Regions from separate parts of the Sus scrofa genome. Here region 1 is linked to region 2. The links are chromatin contacts, called in public HiChIP or PLAC-seq maps. All regions are on one chromosome and are shown on one strand. Each heading gives the region's core, a stretch centred on a gene start, on an enhancer-like site or on the middle of the called end of the contact. The rest is flanking DNA. Distances are from core to core; before and after follow the strand shown.

The links. HiChIP or PLAC-seq counts read pairs in DNA pulled down with a chosen protein or histone mark.
Region 1: an H3K27ac HiChIP or PLAC-seq map of alveolar macrophages shows a contact between it and region 2. The contact joins the promoter of RPL14 here to the promoter of SLC25A38 in region 2. A contact is called at or near these places in 1 of 5 promoter capture datasets (fetal liver) and 1 of 2 datasets of contacts at active chromatin or transcription factors (alveolar macrophages).

What each region holds. Positions count from the first base shown.
Region 1 is chr13:24,693,958-24,697,792 of Sscrofa11.1, reverse strand. It overlaps RPL14 (ribosomal protein L14), which reads right to left and starts at 2,584. Exons shown (of 6, transcript NM_001097478.1): 1 at 2,566-2,584; 2 at 1,975-2,076; 3 at 1,282-1,376. The coding sequence starts at 2,568.
Region 2 is chr13:24,027,632-24,031,999 of Sscrofa11.1, reverse strand. It overlaps SLC25A38 (solute carrier family 25 member 38), which reads right to left and starts at 1,429. Exons shown (of 7, transcript XM_003358375.2): 1 at 952-1,429. The coding sequence starts at 1,020.

The sequences.
Region 1 (3,835 bases), core at 1,335-3,834, 660 kb before region 2:
CTTATACCCTCTCAAGTTAAAAAAGGTGTAACAAAAATAGAAAAGTATCCTTCCGTTTTTTTTTCTCCCCACTTCCACCTCTAATTGTCTCCACAGAACACCACCTGGCAGACTTTATTATTTGAATTGTGGTCACTAAGACATCTTAAAATCTCAAACACACAATTTTAATAAAAGTGTGCAAACCATTTCACTTTCAAGGGTTAAGTCACCTCTGATTACGTGTGTATATGTATGTGTGTGTATATATATATATCACTCCTCAGTAGTGGATGAGAAGAAAGCAATTTATTTTTCATCAAGAATGAGGTAAAGTTAATCTGTATGCCTTACATTATTTTGCACATTAATGCCTAAAGGTTTGTGTTCAGTATAGCCCCTTGTAATCTAATGGTTAGGACCTGTGCTTTCACTGCAGCGGCCTGGGTTCAATCCTTGGCCTGGTAACTGAGACCCCACTTCAAGCTGCTGCACACCATGACCAAGGGGGGAAAAAAAAAGATCTGTGTTGAGACATCATGAAATGCTACTACTGTCTAAATTCCTAGTAAGTAACTGGGAATATAACCTCTTTAGTGGCTGTTATAAGAAGATAATGTATTAAATATTTTATTTTTTTGCCCCCCCCCCCCCCTTTGAGGGCCGCACCCACAACACGGAGGTCCCAGGCTAAGGGTCCAATTGTAACTACAGCTGCCGGCCTACACCACAGCCACAGAAACCTCAGATCCGAGTCAAGTCTGTGACCTACACCACAGCTCACAGCAACACTGGATCCTTAACCCACCAAGGAGGCCAGGGATTGAATCCACAACCTCATGGTTCGTGGTGGGATTTGTTTCCACTGTGCCAAGAAGGGAAGACCTTAAACATTTTAAATATTTAACAACTGGCACATACTAAAGAACTCGACTGATGATTGCACTTGAAGAGACAAATATTAGTATTTTGTTTTGAAGCTGAATTGAACAAAATATGTCATGAAACCAGAATTCTGTGGGGAGTTCTTTGTGGTGTAAATCCTAAAAGGGAGACAAAGAAAAAGGATGGGAAATCTGGATAAAAGAAGAGCCACTGAACTACCAGATCACAGGACATTTTAAAAATGCCTGTCTACATCTACACTGTAAATCTCTCCTCTAAATTTTTCTCTCACACTGCTAAATATATTCTCAAGAGAAAAACAACAAAACAGCAAAAACATTTCTTTGGATTAAGCCAAGCAAACTTTTACTAGTATTAATTAAACAAGGGTAGGGGTGATGGTTGGTGGACAGTTACCTGTGTGGGAACTTGAGGATGAAGTCGGTGAGCTGCATGCATTTGAAAGGCATAGCCTGTCTCCTTACTTGAGTGCAAGGTCCATCCACTAAAGCCTAAAAATACATAAGACCAAGGACATCAGTGTAAAACTGTTACCAGCATTCAAAATGCAAACATTTTGTGTATCACTAATCCTTTCAGAATCATCACATCCTTACTATTTAAGTGCTTTTCACAAATAAATAAAACTATCAGCAATTGTAGTACAGCATATAACCCTACATACAATTTTAAGTTTTTAATCCTTGCACGTTCCCAGCAACTCCATGATCATTCAGCTTCTGGTCAATCCCTTAATATATGATTCTCAAATACTGACAACAGCAAACAAAGCTCTTCCTATGTGCTTAACTTTGTTCTAAACTCGCATTACATATAACAACTAATTTAAGCATCACCAATGTTTTAGCATATAATTAGTTAAAAACTCTGGCTGGTTTAAGGAGCAGAAATAATACTCAAAATGCCTTAGTACTTGCCAATTCCAGTATGTGCTCCTAACCCCTATTTGCATTGTTTCCTTTTTTATAAAACGCAATTACCACCCGTAATATTCCTACCTCAGTGGGCTATTGGGACAATTACCATTATAATCTACACTGCATACCATCCATTGCCATATGAAGTCGCGACACTTTTCTTTACACTTACCCTGTTCTGATCAATAACATCTACAATTGCGACCAGCTTGCCGGCATGAGGTCCAAAGGAGACGTAGGCCACTCGGCCAACCTCCACGAAGCGCCTGAACACCTAAAATTGAGAAGTGGGAAAAGGAACAGCAGATCGACTAAAAATACTCTCTGGTTTGCAAAGCTTTACCGCTTTGAAAGGCAACATGGCTAAGAACCGCGAGAAAGAATGGTGAGGGGGAACACACCCAAACGCTACGGTAGTCCTGGATGGACAAAATCCGCAGGAGTGACGGCAAAAGCCAGGTCTATGGGGTCTGCAAGGCCCAAATGCCTGCCCTAGCCAGGATCCCAGCCGCCCCAGAGGTCCAGCTCAGTCGGCCGAAGAGCGCACGCGTGTCCCAAAAGGCGCAGGGCCTGCCGGGCCCTCCACGCGCTCGTCGGTCGCACACCCGGAAAGCTTCCAAACTGCGAGTTCCGTCCGCCCTGGGACCCTCACCGCTCGCTACCTAAAACCCGCAAGGCACCGTTCCGCGCCTCCGCTTCCCAGCCCAGGCGGGGCTGAGGCTGTATGACCAGCAGACCCGGAGCCCGCGCCAGCGATACTCACCATGTTGGCGGCGTTCGGCGAGAAGGAAGAAGGCCTGCCCGACCGTGCGCATGTGTAGCAGGCCGCCCCGCCCCTACGGTGAACAAGACGCCGATGTGTGCACCGATTGGTCGGAACGTACGCACGTACGCACACGCAGGGTCACTGGGAAAACGTGGCGGAGCTCAGCAGAGCCGACCCGGTCTTTTGCAAACGTGAGGGGTAGGATTGCCTCAGTTGGTACCACAGAAGATCTACAGGAAAGTCGTCTTCTAGAACTTCAGGGTAAAGAAGAATACAGAAGATATGCTTCCCATTGTGACTCTGCATCCTTTCAACCTCCTCTTTTAACGTTTTTCTCTTTCCTTCCACTACTCAGTACTCTCCCGATTTTTGTCTATTACTAATGGCCTAGTTAGTAGTAGTTTTTTCTAAGTGACCCCCGTAATTTTATTAACTTTCCGTTTTAAAATAATTCAGATCTACGGAAAAGTTGCGAAACTAGCACAATTCCCAAAACATTTCTTACCCTCTCCAAATGTAACACTAAAGTTGCTTTATCATTCTTTTCTGAACATTTGAAAGGAAACTGTACACACGATATTTCTTTATCTCTAATTGTGAGATAAAGAAAGATTTATTCTAATTGTGCTGTATCCTAAAAACAATGACATTGTTTTATATAGTTGGTATAATGTTTGAGGAGTTCCCTTCCTGGCTCAGCGGTTAACGAACCTGACTAGGATCCATGAGGATGCAGGTTTGATCCCTAGCCTTGATCAGTGGGTTAAGGATCTGGCGTTGCTGTGAGCTGTGGTATAGGTTGCGCAGGTGGCTCAGATCCAGAGTGGCTGTGGCATAGGCCAGCAGCTGTAGCTCCCATTCGACCCCTAGTCAGGGAACCTCCATATGCTGTGGGTGGGGCCATAAAAAGATAAAAAATAAAAATAAAAAAATTTAAATAAATAAATAAAAATATAGGCTTATACGGGAGTTTCCAGGTGGCCAGTGTCTGGTTTGTCACTACTGTGGCACGGTTTGATCCCTGACAGGGAAACTTCCTCCTGCCTCCTGACTGGCCAAAAAATTTTTAAGTAAAAAAGTTGTTGTAGTAAGTACCTTTGTAGTTTATTTTATACCTAGTAGTACTGGGTCTAGTTCAGTGATTCTCTAATTAAGGGTGAATAGACTGGAAGAAAAAAAAAAAAAGATTGCTTAAAATGTTTTCTCCCATTTTTGGTTCTGCTCTGTATATCTGTGAGGGTGGAATCAGAACCAAAAGCAGAGAATA
Region 2 (4,368 bases), core at 180-2,679:
TCTAAATCCAATTCAAATCTCCAGGCCGGAGCTGGAAGACCCAGAGAAACAGGTAAGCATGTGTTCAAAGATATAGACGTAGAGAAGACACCACAGCCTTGGCTTAAAACAAAACAAAACAAAACAAAAAACCACACTCCAGCCCTGCCCTGAGCGCAGGTGGACCATAACCTTGACCTCAGAGAGGAAAGCTTCCGCCGCCGCTGCAGACCAGCGCTCCCAGCCTAAGGCCAAGCGGCAACTAAGCCTCGTTTCACCACGAGTAGTAACTCAGCGGGACCTTCCTCCTAGCCCCGCCTGCCCAGCCCCGCCTCCGCCCCCACCAATAGCAGCCCCGCGACACGACCATGGCAGCCAATCCAGACATGGGAGGGGCGTGGCTTGGAGGCTCAAGCAAACAGCAACTGCTCCAGGCAAGCCGCGAAGTGGGGGATACCCAGAGGGTCCTCTCGTCCAGCTTGTGGGAGCGGTACAGTCCGAACCCACCTCCCTCGAGGACCGACCGCTTCCTAGGCTTAGCGCTACTACCAGGCCTTGCAATGGTCCAAATATCTACCCAGGTGTCCTCCCATCTGTCACTTTAGACTTCCAAATCAAAGCAACTTCCTGTAGCACTCGCACCTCATTCCGGGCCACACGGGCACATTCCCCTCATACCTCCCAAGGCCCCAGCAATTCCGCCTATCTCTACCCAATGTAGTATCGAGACCTCTGCTTGCCTGTCCCAAGGGTTGGACTGCAACTTCTTTCCTTCTCCCTCCCTCTTTTAATCTTAGTCAAACTCCATTTCTGCTGCCAGGTCCCCAACCTGTTATGCGTGTATCTGGGGCGCAAAAAAAAAAAAAAAAAAAAAAAGGTTCACCGTGGGCTGCTGAGCCTCGGCAACCTTCCACATTTCCCTCCCCAAGCCGACGATGCAGGAACCCCTGCCTTCCCTTCCTCGCACTTTACCATAAGAGTTTCCACTCTGTCTCCAACATCCTGAGGCTGCAGCAGCGCCGGGCGTGACTTCTGGATCATTGGAGGGGAGGCCTGCGAGTGTACTGGGCCCGGGTTGCCGACCGTGGGAACTCAGGTCCGACCCTGGAGGTCCTGGAGAAGACAACTCGATGGCGGTAGCCAGGCGACGCGTTCTACTGCGGGGGCCTCTTTGTAGTCTGCGCCAGTCAGGGGTCCCGGCCTGCGAGCCCACTGCCCTTGTGTGCTCCAGGCGCCTCTCTTCACTCGCTTCGCAGACTCTGCGGCCCTGCTGTCCTGCCCATCATGCCCTGCTGCCGACTTGATGACTTGAGAATATTAGCCTGGGTGCGACCGGGAGGTGGAGAAAGCGGGAGGAACTGGATAGAACAGCTGGATTTAGCTTCCGGGGTTGGAAACGCGTCACGCGCTGGCGAGGGTGTGCTCTTTAGTGCCACCTGGTGGAGAGATCTGAAACTGCAGGATTTGTGGCTTTCTTGTGCCCAGAGCTTACTAGGTCGGTCATCTGCGCCGACGTATGCTTTTGAGGGCCCGGTTGGAGAACAGCTACGGTCGAGACCTGCTGTGACCTATAGGGTTGCCAGTAGCCATCTATGGCTGTATAACACTTGAAATATGGCTAGTGTGACTGAAGACCAGAATTTTACATTTCATTTAATTTTAATTAACTTTTTTAAAAAACCGAAGCAATGTGGAATATTTTCCGGTTAAACAGGAGTTTTTTGTTTTGGCACATCCACATTTCCCTTTAAACGCTGAAAACTTCACCTCAGAAATGTGCTGAAGAGATTTTTTAAAACATGGCGAGGAGTTCCCATTGTGGTGCAGTGGTTAACGAATCCGACTAAGAACCACGAGATTGTGGGTTCGATCCCTGGCCTTGCTCAGTGGGTTAAGGATCTGGCGTTGCATGAGCTGTGGTGTAGGTCACAGACGAGGCTCGGATCCCCCTTTGCTGTGGCTCTGGCGAAGGTGTCTACAGCTCCAATTCGACCCCTAGCCTGGGAACCTCCATATGCCGTGGGAGCGGCCCAAGAAATGGCAAAAAGACAAAAATAAGTAAATAAATAAAACATGGCAATAAGATAAAATAATCTCCTGAGTAATCTTTACATTATTACATAATGAAACTGATACTGGAAAGATGTTACCTGAATCCAGGTTCTTATTCAAGGGAGGGGAAGAATGAACCTCACTAACACACAGGTAGCAAGCCAGCCAAGTCTTTATTACAGGAAAGCAAACAACTCCCAGGACAGCTGGGAGGGAGAAGGAGTCCCCCCTTCCTATTGTCCTATAGGGTTTTTTATCCCTTAAAGATAGGGGTTACCAACATGGGTTCCAGAAAGATGCAGTTTTCTCTCATTGGCCTTGCCCAATTACTTATATCAGTCCTTGTCCAATAGGGGTTTTAGGGGTGGAAATGTCCCATAACGCTCAAGGTTTCTTTGCCCTTCTCTTCCCATAGACTGAGTCACTTGGGGTTAGAGATTAATGTCCATCTGGGCATAGGTACACTCCCTGTAGTAAACAAGGTCTGTGGGGATGTTACTCCCTGGAGCCCTTAAACCGTAAATGTTAATCGATAGCCATATCAAAGAATGCATCGAAGCCCATACTCCTATACTGACTACCTGAGTTATTATTCCACCTCAAAACGACATTTTGGGTGTATTGAATGAGGTGAAATAATTTTCAAAATTAGTTTTACCTCTTGCTTTTTTAGTGTGGCTACTAGAACACTTAGGATTATACTAGTGGCAGAGTTCCCGTCAGTGGTTAATAAACCCGACTAGTGACCATGAGGTTTTGCATGCAGCCCTAAAAAAAAGATTATACTAGTGGCTTGAACTACTTTTCTATTGGATAGCAACTGGTCTAGATTATTAAGATTATGGTTTTATCTCTTACCTGGACCCCCAACTTCCCATTATTCCCGACTGGCTGATCCATGGAAAACTCTTACTGCTGGGGATTCTGATCCTCTTGTTGGAAAAGACAGGCACACACCTCCTGTGGCCCTGGTTGTCTGCAGGATAAAGTCCAGTCATAGTGACAGCCTTCACCGCTTTCCACCATCCATTCTTTACCTGGAAATCTAGGGCATTAGGAAAGAAATTGATGAAGCAAGATGCTGTTTTCTGGCTTTGTTTGTTTGTTTGTTTGTTTTTGGCCATTCCCACAGCATGTGGAAATTCCTGGGCAAGGAAAGGACCAGGAATGGGCCAGGAATTAAACCTACACCACATCTGCCACTCAAACCGCGGCAGTGACAATGCTGGGTCCTTAACCAGCTGAGTGAGTCACAGAGGAACTCTAAGATGCTGGGGTTTTTTGTTTTGTTTTGTTTTTGTTTTCTTTCCTTTTAGGGCCACACCCCGTGGCATATGGAAGTTCCCAGACTAAGGGTTGAATCTGAGCTATAGCTGGAGCCTATACCACAGCCAGAACCACGCCAGATCCAAGCCAGATCCTCGACCTACACTGTAACTTGTGGCAACACCTGATCCTTAGCCCACTGAGCAAGGCCAAGAATCAAACCTTCATCCTCAGGGATACTAGTCAGGTTCTGAATCTGCTGAGCCACAATGGGACCTCCCAAGACGCTATTTTTTTAAGGTTTAAATTCCCATGCTACTGAGGCACAAGTGATAGGCAAGAAAGTGGATCTTTCTCTCCAGAGGGGATTAACCAAGTCCTAAACATTAAATATACATATACAGGAGTTCCTGCTGCAGTGCAGTGGGTTAATGATCTGGCATTGCCACAGTTATCTCAGATGAAGCCCAAAATCCATACCTGGCCCAGGAATTTCCATATGCCTTGGGTGTGGCAGAAAAAGAAAAAAAAAAAAAACTGCTTAGTGATCATTGTATACTTTGCTACCCCTAGTTCTAAGCAGCAAGCCTCATTTTCTTTGTGCAGTATTGAGGCTTAAACATCTTTTTATAAGAAAGAACTATTTATAAGAAAGACCCCATAGGGGAAGAAAGACCTACTTTCCTACTTATGGTGTATTTTATTTTACTTTTTGGCCACACCCACAGCATGCAGATTTTCCCGGGCCAGGGATCAAACTCTTGCTACAGCAGTAACCAGAGCCACAGCAGTGACAAGACCAGATCCTTAACCCAGTAGGCCACCAGCAAACTCCTGGATTTGTGGGGGTTTTGGGCTTTGGGTTTGTTTGGGCTTTGGGTTTGTTTCTTTGGGCTTTGGGTTTGTTTCTTTGGGCTTTGGGTTTGTTTTTTTAGGGCCACACCTGTGGCATATGGGAGTTCTTAGGGTATGGGTCAAATCAGAGCTACAGCTGCTGCCCTACACCACAGCCACAGCAACCCCAGATTCGAGCCGAGTATGTGACCGACACCACAGCTCATGGCAAGGCCG